2 separate regions of the Sus scrofa genome follow, and region 2 is linked to region 1. Evidence: chromatin contacts called from public HiChIP or PLAC-seq data. All regions are on one chromosome and are shown on one strand. Each heading gives the region's core, a stretch centred on a gene start, on an enhancer-like site or on the middle of the called end of the contact. The rest is flanking DNA. Distances are from core to core; before and after follow the strand shown.

The links. HiChIP or PLAC-seq counts read pairs in DNA pulled down with a chosen protein or histone mark.
Region 2: an H3K27ac HiChIP or PLAC-seq map of skeletal muscle shows a contact between it and region 1. The contact joins two enhancer-like sites. A contact is called at or near these places in 2 of 5 promoter capture datasets (fetal liver and liver), 1 of 47 Hi-C or Micro-C datasets (embryonic fibroblasts) and 2 of 2 datasets of contacts at active chromatin or transcription factors (alveolar macrophages and skeletal muscle).

Annotation. Positions count from the first base shown.
Region 1 is chr6:36,107,958-36,112,456 of Sscrofa11.1, forward strand. No RefSeq gene overlaps it. Among named protein-coding and RNA genes, the nearest start is that of N4BP1, 12 kb to the right of the region's middle. Within about 2 kb of position 2,869, at least 47 of the 83 cell types and tissues checked have an H3K27ac peak or open chromatin away from gene starts, as enhancers often do. A contact at or near this core is called in skeletal muscle, where this site is marked.
Region 2 is chr6:36,388,605-36,393,781 of Sscrofa11.1, forward strand. The region is part of intron 11 of LONP2 (lon protease homolog 2, peroxisomal); the gene reads right to left. Among named protein-coding and RNA genes, the nearest start is that of SIAH1, 53 kb to the left of the region's middle. Within about 2 kb of position 1,882, at least 6 of the 83 cell types and tissues checked have an H3K27ac peak or open chromatin away from gene starts, as enhancers often do. A contact at or near this core is called in skeletal muscle, where this site is marked.

The DNA of each region.
Region 1 (4,499 bases), core at 1,619-4,118:
AAACAAATACTGCATGATCTCATTTATTGAAATCTAAAACACACACACAAACACACACACACACACACACACACACACCCGTAGATACAGAGCAGGGGGTTAGAAGGGTGGGGAATATGGGTGAAGAGAGTCAAAAGGTACAAACTTCCAGTTATAAAATAGATGTCTGGAGATGTAACATACAACAGGGCGACTATAGTTGATAATACTGTACTGCATATTTGAAAGTTGCTAAGAGAGTAGATATTAAAGATTCTTGTCACAAGAGGAAAAAAAAAGGAGTTCCCATTGTGGCTCAGTCAGTAGTAATGAACACAATTAGAATCCATGAGGACACAGGTTCGATCCCTGGCCACGCTCAGTGGGTTAAGGATCTGGCGTGGCTGTGGCTGTAGTGCAGGTTACAGACACCTCTCGGATCCCACATTGTTGTAGGCTGTGGCACAGGCCAGCAGCTACAGCTAAGAGTCAACCCCTAGCCTGGGAACGTCCATATGCTCCTGGAACGGCCCTAAAAAGACAAAAAGAAAAAAATTTCTGTAACCATGAAAGATGATGGATGTTAACTAAGACTTATTAGGGAGATTGTGTCACAATGTATACAGTTATTGAATCATTACGTTGTACACCTGGAACTCATATAATGTTGTATGTTGATTACATCTCAATTTTAAAATTTTAATTAATTTCAAAAATTAATTTGCTCAGAGGGTAAAAACCAGATATAGTGTCCATGAGGATGCGAGTTCGATCCTTGGCCATGCTCAGTGGGTTAAGGATCCCATATTGCTGCAAGCTGCATTGTAGATCCTGCGTTGCGTTGCTCGGGCAAAGGTTGGCAGCTGCAGCTCCAATCCAACCCCTAGCCCAGGAACTTCCATTAAAAAAAAAAGAAATATCTCCAAGATATCCTATACAGTTATAAGATGCCGATTTATGCAAAAGGGGAGGGGGGAGATGTATTCGTATTTACTGTGTGTACTTTTTAAAAACGAAAGGTCCAGGAGTTCCCTGGTGACATAGAGGTTAAAGATCCAACTGCTGTGGCACAGGTTCAGTCCCTGGCCTGGGAACTTCCACATGCCTTGGGTGCTGCCATAAATAAACAAGTAAAAGTGAAAGATCCATATAAAACTAATGACAATGGTTACCCATGGTGAGGGGTCACGAGACAGACAGGGTACAAAGGCAAGAGGGAATCCTTCCTCTGAATGCCTTTTTCTTTTCTTTCCTTTTCTTTTCGGGCTGCACCTGCTGCATGTGGAAATTCCTAGGTTAGGGGTCGAATCAGAGCTACAGCTGCCAACCTAGGGCATAGCCACAGCAACATGCAACCTACACCACAGCTCACAGCTCTCGGCAATGCCCCAGATCCTTAACCCACTGAGAGAGGCCAGGGATGGAACCTGCAGCCTCATGGATACTAGTCAGGTTCATTACTGCTGAGCCACAACAGGAACTCCCTGAATGCCTTTTTTTTTTTTTTTTAATGTGATTAAAAAACCATAGCAAAAATCACCATCTTTAAATTTTCCAGTGCAGCGGGTCAGGAGGGTTACATGTAGTCATATTGCTGTGCAATGGTACTAAGTATGTTTCATCACTTTTTTAGATATTTTTGAGCCACATTCCTGTACCACCTATTTTGAAAATCAACTTTAAAATCATTAGGCCCAAATAAGATAAATCAAGAGAATCACTGTCACGGAAATAGGAAAAAAAGTACATGTGCTTGGAAATCAGAATGCGCTGAATTCCAACCTGGTCCCTGCCATTTACGAGTCTGGGGCAAGCGAAGGAATCCTCTAAGCCTTAGTCTCCCCTTTCTTTAAAACCCTTCCCCAGAGAGATGGCGCCACTCAAAGGGCAGTGGTGAGCACTGAATGAGAATTCTTATAAAGCCCCAGGGGTAGTAGGTCTCCCAAAGTAAGTTCCCGCAATCACGGGTCTTTTTTCACCGCATCTGGAAGAATCCTGGAGAAAGGAGGGCCTTTGGCCAGTGCAGTGGTGTGCCACCTTTGGAGGGCCAGAGTCATTGGAGGGTGCCTTCCTGGACCCCACCCCAAACCCACCGCCCCAGAACCTACTGGTAAGACCACAGCACTCCTATTCTAATGCATCCCGCCCTGCCCCCGCCAACCCAGACCAAAGCGATAGAACACGTTTGGCCGGGAGTCTGTGCTCCTACACTGCACCCCACCCTTCAGCTGCAAAACTTAAGGAGATTTGGAGACATTTGCTCTAGCTTCCACTAGGGGGCGGGCTTGGTGCTCTGGGGGTGGGGGTTGGTAGGCCGACTGACCTGCAGATGTCATTCTGGAAGCAGAGGAGGCCTCGCTGAGGCTGCTAAGAGAGCTTGAGGGAGCTATTTCCTTGTGTGTGTTGGGAGGACGGGGCCGGGGATTGCCCTTTCTGTACCTTGAATCTTGTATAGCCTCTCTCTCCACTTAAAGCAGCAAAAAGAGAGTGCAGTGTCCCAATTACTGAGCTTCGTCATCCATTTATTGAGCTTCTGATGCAGCTCCCAAGTTGCTCTCTCCACACTCTGGGCTGTGCTGGGGAGCAGATCCAGTCCCCTTGGTTGCCTGGAGCTGCCAGTTGTGAGCGTTTTTGTCAGAGAAAAGCACGGCGGGACGCCAGCGCTGCGGCTGACCACTTTCCTTCGGTTCCCTCCGAGGTCCCTTCCAATCCGTGGGAGGCTTTTCTGCCCATCACCGAGATCCATTTACTTTGCATCCCCTTTTGGCCTCGCTACCTCCTCCCAAAAGATCGGCGTCCCCGGATTTCCCAGGGATTCTCCCTGTCCCTCCCGGGGAAGGGGGCTCGAAAATCGGAGGCTGCACTGGCGCCGTGGGGACAGCAGGTGGCGCCCTGGGCTGTGGAGGCTGGATCAAGAAAGCCTTGCTTATAAAAAGACTTTCCTAGAGAGAGTAGAGGTACCCCGTGCGCGGAGGGGCGCGATAAATATTTGATAGCGAGGCGACTTGTGCTTGTGAAATCGTTTCCTGTTACACCGTCTCCTGGTCTAAGCTCTGGCTGGCAGGAGAGTGAAAGAATGAGAATGCGTCGTCGGCTGGAAGGGCCCGGAACCTCCTCATTGCAGAAAAGGGGAACTCGGCTGGGAGCCGGGAGGCTCATGCAGGCCCCCACGGAGAAAGGCAGAGTCAAGACTTCTGTCCTGCCGGTGCCTGGGCTGCCCTTTGACCCATACGTGGCTCTTCCAAAAAGATTTGCTGCTATGAGCCCATCCCTGCATCCAGGATGATGTCCTGGGTTCAGAGCTGAGTATTTCCTGCACTTGGGTCCTTTTCATCCCTCTTCTCTGGCCAGATCTCCACCCTACCCGAGTTACTACTCGGTTAACATTTTTCTTAAAATCAACTCATTTTTAAAAGTCAAATACAATTAAAAGGGAAGCATTTTATTGCCACAATGATTGGGAGTCTGGTATTTCTTGCCAAAAACAGAACCGTGAAAATAAACACATTACAATTACAATTCCTTAAAAGCCTGGCTGTTTCCCAATGAATATCGTTTGCCATCCCGTCAGTGGTGTGCTTTCCACACTTAGGAAAAACTCTGGGATTCCAGTACAAGCTCTCCCAGGAGTTCTGTGTTTTGTTTTGTTTTGCTTTGCTTTGCTTTTTAGGACCGCACCCTCGGCATATGGAAGTTCCCAGGTTAGGGGTCAAATCGGAGCTACAACGGCCGCCTACACCACAGGCACAGCAGTGTGGGATCCAAGCCGAGTCTGCGACCTACACCACAGCTCACAGCAAAGCCAGATCCTTAACCCACTGAGCAAGGCCAGGGATCGAACCCACATCTTCACAGATACTAGTCGGGTTCGTTAACTGCTGAGCCACAAAGGAAATTCTCTCCCAGGAATTCAGAATGAGAGGAGGCGAGAGGTGGGGATGGGAGAGTGGGGAGGGGAGCTGGGGAGAGCTGGCTATGCGTTTTGCCCCCTTAGAGAACAAAGGGAACCTTGACTGCTATCCCACGTCCTTCCTGCAGTATGCATATGCTTCCGGAAACTGCCCAAGTTATTTTTTACTCTGGAAGCTGGAGGAACAGGGTGGAGACCTGGCTTCCTGTGAGCCTGCCCGGCCCTGAAAGCAAGATAGCATCTCAGGGTGCGCAGGTCCTCAGACCTCAGCCAGCCGGTGCTGGAGGGGCCCCACAGCAGGCCTCCACCCTTCTGCTTCTGCGGAGAAGTCTTCGATTTTGCAGATCTCTGTGCCAGCCAGCTCTACCCTGCCTCTTCCTTATGGTAGAGACTTCTGACAAGTTCCTCAACCTCCTTAAGTTTCAGCTTCCTCATCTGTAAAGTGAGCAGGATGCCTACCTCCCAGGGTTGTTTGTGGGGGCTCAGCAGGATTGTTTGTGTAGAGTCAACCCATCAATCATTTGCAGGAGACGTTTCCTCTCTCTCTCTCTCTCTCTCTCTCTCTCTCTCTCTCTCTCTCTTTTTTTCTTGGTCTTTTTAGGGTCACACC
Region 2 (5,177 bases), core at 632-3,131, 280 kb after region 1:
CATAAATTTTTTTTTTTTTTTTTAAATGTAGAAAATATCTGACTCTATCTTTATTCCCTGTTTTCATCTTCTTTTAGTTTTTCCATAATTCTTACTGTTCCTGTACTATCTCACAAAGCGTTTTTTGTTTTTGTCTTTTGTCTTTTTAGGGCCACACCTGTGGCACATGGAGGTTCCCAGGCTAGGGGTCTCATCGGAGCTGTAGCCACTGGCCTACACCAGAGCCACAGCAACGTGGGATCCGAGCCTCGTCTGTAACCTACACCACAGCTCACGGCAACGCCGGATCCTTAACCCACTGAGCGAGGCCAGGGATTGAACCCACAACCTCATGGTTGCTAGTCGGACTCATTTCTGCTGCACCACAAAGGGAACTCCTCACAAAATGTTTTAAAATATCTTTCTTAGACTTCTCTTGTGGCTCAGCAGGTTAAGGATCTGGTGTTGTCACTGCAGTGATTCAGGCTGTTGCTGTGGCCTGGGTTTGATCCCTGGCCCAGGAACTTACATATGCTGCAGGTGCAGCCAAAAAAAAAAAAAAAATCTTTTCTTACCTTCTTTACAAATCCCTTTCTGTTTCCATAGTGTAGTGGTTATCACATTCACCTGACAAATACCCTTCCTTCTGTAACTGAGTACTGTATATATTAATATACAATATATAATAAAGTCATCTAAACATTATGTATTATTATATATATTATGTATTTTAGTTGTGTTATGGTCCTCCTAGTCTTATAGCTCATGAAATTAAAGAACTGTTTTCCACTATTCTTTTCAAAAGTGATTTCTGACTTATGTTTTTTTTTTTTTTTTTTTGGGTCTTTTTTTTGCTATTTCTTGGGCCGCTCCCGAGGCATATGGAGGTTCCCAGGCTAGGGGTTGAATCGGAGCTGCAGCCACCGGCCTAAGCCAGAGCCACAGCAACGCGGGATCCGAGCTGCGTCTGCAACCTATACCACAGCTCATGGCAACGCCGGATCATTAACCCACTGAGCGAGGGCAGGGACCGAACCTGCAACCTCATGGTTCCTAGTCGGATTTGTTAACCACTGAGCCATGATGGGAACTCCTGACTTATGTTTAATAACATCGGACCTTCATTTTGGACTCTACTGATACCTGGACACATTCTGGGATGTCTCTGAATGATCCCTGAGCACTACAGCCTCGCTGTGCCCTTCAAGGTGAAGGGCTCTCTTAGTCTACGCTCCTGCTGGGCCCTACGGGGCTCCTCTTTGAGACTGAATCATGAGTGAAAACAGACAACAGTTTGGACTTTTTGCCACTTGCGGGCTATTTGACTGTACACCAAGCATTAAACTTCCTACCACCTGTTTGTTCTGCGGTGTTCTTGTGAGCTTTAAAGAGAAAATCCTTTGCAGACTGCATGCTGCAGTGCCCATACTGGATCAGAAGTGTGAGTCTTGAGTTATATATACTCCCATAGTCATACCTCTGTAATGTCACTTGATCTTTCAAAGTCTGGCTCAACCGGATTCTAGGAAGTCTTTCCTGATCTTTCCAACCCCTCACAAGCACTTACTTACCTGTTACACAAAAATCTAGCAATTCCTGGGTTACTCAGTAGCTTGTGGGAGATCTTCCGCCTGCTGCTCAGTTTGCAGCATATCTAAGTAACCTAATTACCAAGGGTGGGAAGGCACTTAGAACAGGTTTAGCTACATGTAGATCTCAGGGTGGAAAAGAAAGCAGGTGTCACTGCTTAATTAAAATTAACGCACGAGGGAGAGGAAAAAAAAAAAAAAAAGCACTACTGTCTAAGGTTTCTGTCCCCTGAAAATGAAGGGCTCTGAAACTCTAGCCCATGCACAGAAGAGGCTGCGAGTTTCTTTAGCCTGCTGTGCTTTGCGATGGGCTTTTCTCAGATCTCATTACTGTTGCCAGCCTGGAATTCACTATCACAGGAGGCAGGAAAGCGGGATGGGTGAAAGCCAATCCACAATTATGTAACCAATGGTCTGGGACATCGCTCCCTTTCCAAGCGGAGCAGTGAATTCGGGGCTTCGCGCACCGAGGGAGTGGGGGTGGGGAGAGCTACTTCTGACGAAAACTAGACCCGACAAGGCGCAGGATGGCCTTTCTCTCCCGGCTCCAGGTACGGCGGCTGCGTGCTGAAAATGCCATTAACCAAGAACGAGTCTGTGCTTCAGAATGTTCCATCGTGGAGCCGTGAGCCTAGAGAACCAAGCGAGGCTCCAGTCAGGAGAAGGCTGCCAGCTAATGAGGGAAGACAGGCTGGCCCTGGATTTTAAGACTCATCCACCGCACCTTGTGCGACGCAAAGCGAGACGAGGGAAACGCTGGAGTTGCACAGAACACGTGCTTTGAGTCCTCATTAAAACAGAACAGAAGGGAGACATCACCTCACGAACACGCCCTGCAAGGAATGAGGTCCAGCTTAAAGCGGACCCTTCGGAGTCCTCGGCACAGGCTCTCGGTGCTCGGCTCTAGAACTGCCTTCTCCCCCCTCAGAAAAGGGTGAGAGTCCCTGGACCTCATTACCAGCCTTGCCCCAGACGGAAACATTCAAGCCAGACGGAGATGTTAAGGTAAGGCAAACAACAATCAAGAAAAAAGTTCAACCTGCCTGCATCACGTGGACCCTGTCCCACAAACCCTTCCTGTGGGACCTGCACAGTCAACGTGCTTCTTCTACGCCCTTTTCTTGGGCTCAAACAGCGGTTCTTAATAAATGGTTAATAGCCACATGAAAAAACGATGATTTCACCAAGACACAAACAAATTTAAATTATAAAAGAAACCGGAGTTCCCATCATGGCTCAGTGGTTAATGAATCCGACTAGGAACCATGAGGTTGCGGGTTCGATCCCTGGCCTCGCTCAGTGGGTTAGGGATCCAACGTTGCCGTGAGCTGTGGTGTAGGTCCCAGATGCGGCTCGGATCCCGCGTTGCTGTGGCTCCAATTGGACTCCTAGCCTGGGAACCTCCATACGCTGCATGAGCGGTCCTGGAAAAAGACAAAAAATAAAATAAAAAAAACTAAAAGAAAGATACCACTTTCTGGTTACCAAATTAAAGTCACTGGTAGAGAAGTTCAAGAAATGACAATGATCAATGTTAATGAGAGCGGAGAGATCATCTCAAATACCATTGCTATGGAAATACAAACTGAATCACTCTTTGCAGAAAGCCATTTGTCCATATTTTGAAGGCCTCCCAAATACTCATAAGCTCAGACCCAGGGATTCTATTTTCTGGGAAGCTATAGTTAAGGGCATAACTGTAGGTTCAGACAAATGTTTAGACAACAAAGCTACTCACTGCCGCACTGTTAGAGCAAAAATTAGATCCAATATAAATACTCGACATTAGAACACCAAGTAAACGGTGGTGCAGCCATTCACTTCATAAACTACCACGCAGTCCCTAAAACTGTTTCCTAAGTGTTTTTAAGCGATGCGAGAAAATTCTTTTGAAACACTGTCAAATGCAGGAAAGAAGGGAGTATGAAATTTCACATGCCATGATTTTTACTAATATAATATAAACAAATGTACATGAGAATGAATGAAATGATACAGTCCAAAATGTTAACACAAGCTACACCCTGAGTTATCAGGTTAAAATTACATGATGAGAGAGTCAGTGAATAATAGCCTTCACTCCTGGCTCTGGCTTCCCTCTTGGCCTTGAAAAAAGCTACTCTGCCTCTTTGCATCTGGTTTTCTAATCAGTAAAACCATAATAATTATAGTAGCCCTCCGAGAGCTCCGGGGAGAATTTGATAATGCTGAAAGCCTTGCTATACATAAATGAGAGGAAATGAATGATATAGTACAGTAATATTTAATCCAGGCTTCTAAGACTCACGTGTCTGTCTCCATAGCCCCTTCGCTGGAGGAAAACAAGACACTCTCCGGGCCCCAGTCCCACCCAGGACCCCACAGACGGGGCTTCAAGCACAATCACACAACTGTTAGGAATCACATAAATTAAATACATACAGGAAAAAAAGAAGAAGATACCGAAACTCAAGACTGCCTCAGGTTTCTCATCAGCATAATCAGCCTGTTGTAAGTCTAATTCAGGACACAGCCAGGGTGCTCAGGGCCTAACCGAGGAGCTTTAACAGCATGGAGGGGGCAGATATGCAAACAGCACCAGGGGCAGAACCTGCAAGGCACTCGCTCTGCCAAACGGTGGCCGCCCTGCAGCAGGACAAACGTGGGCCCTGGCGAAGCAGGAGTGAAATGCAGGGGTGCTCCCTCAGGGCCAGGCCAGGCTCGGCAGCGGATGTCGCCACACCTATGACGAAAGGATGTTCTATGGCCTCGGACGCCTCACGGGGAAGGGTCAGGCTTTCCCAAAGCAGCTGGCACTAGGACACGATCACGTGATCTTTCCCAGACCCTTTCCCTCTGTCACAGCAACATGATTTGTCTAAAAACAGGCCCAAGAGCCAAAGAATCACGGTGGGGAGGGAGGACGGAGGGGTGTAATACCTCAGAAGATGACAGTCACTTTCTTGTTTTAAAAAAAGTTTCTTAGCTTTTGACTACATGATGCAGCAAGTGGTATCTCTGGGCAGGTGGTCCAAACAAGGGAAAGGAACAAGGTGGTACCAACACCAATAACTACTCCCCCGAAGGTGACGCAAACAAAAACCTACCCAACCACAGACAGCCCCAGATTATCTGTAATTATCTTTGCTCATTATTCTCTGTGTTCTGCTTAACCTGACGCATACACGACACTCTCAAGCCCAGTCTCATGAGTTGAAAAGCTGCATTTTGTGGTACTGCCATGAAAGGAACCCCTTCTGGATTACAAAAGAAGGGTTCATTTTCACAATTAACAGCTTTGTGATTCCTTTGGGGTAGGGGTGGAGGGGAGGGTGTATAATACTGTTCCCTGCAGCCAGCGAGCAACTGAAACAGGGGTTAATTCTTCAAAGGCACAAATACTACCTGTTCCTCCTGTCATACTAATACCATGCCCCTGAGAAAGCCATCTCATTCTGAGGCTAAGCAGAATTCAGGAAGAATCAGAACCTCAAGAGGCATAGGAGAGAACTAGAATAGATGAAAATTTATTTATTTATTTTTCTTGTCTTTTTGCCATTTCTTTGGGCCGCTCCCGCGGCATATGGAGGTTCCCAGGCTAGGGGTCGAATCGGAGCTGTAGCCACTGGC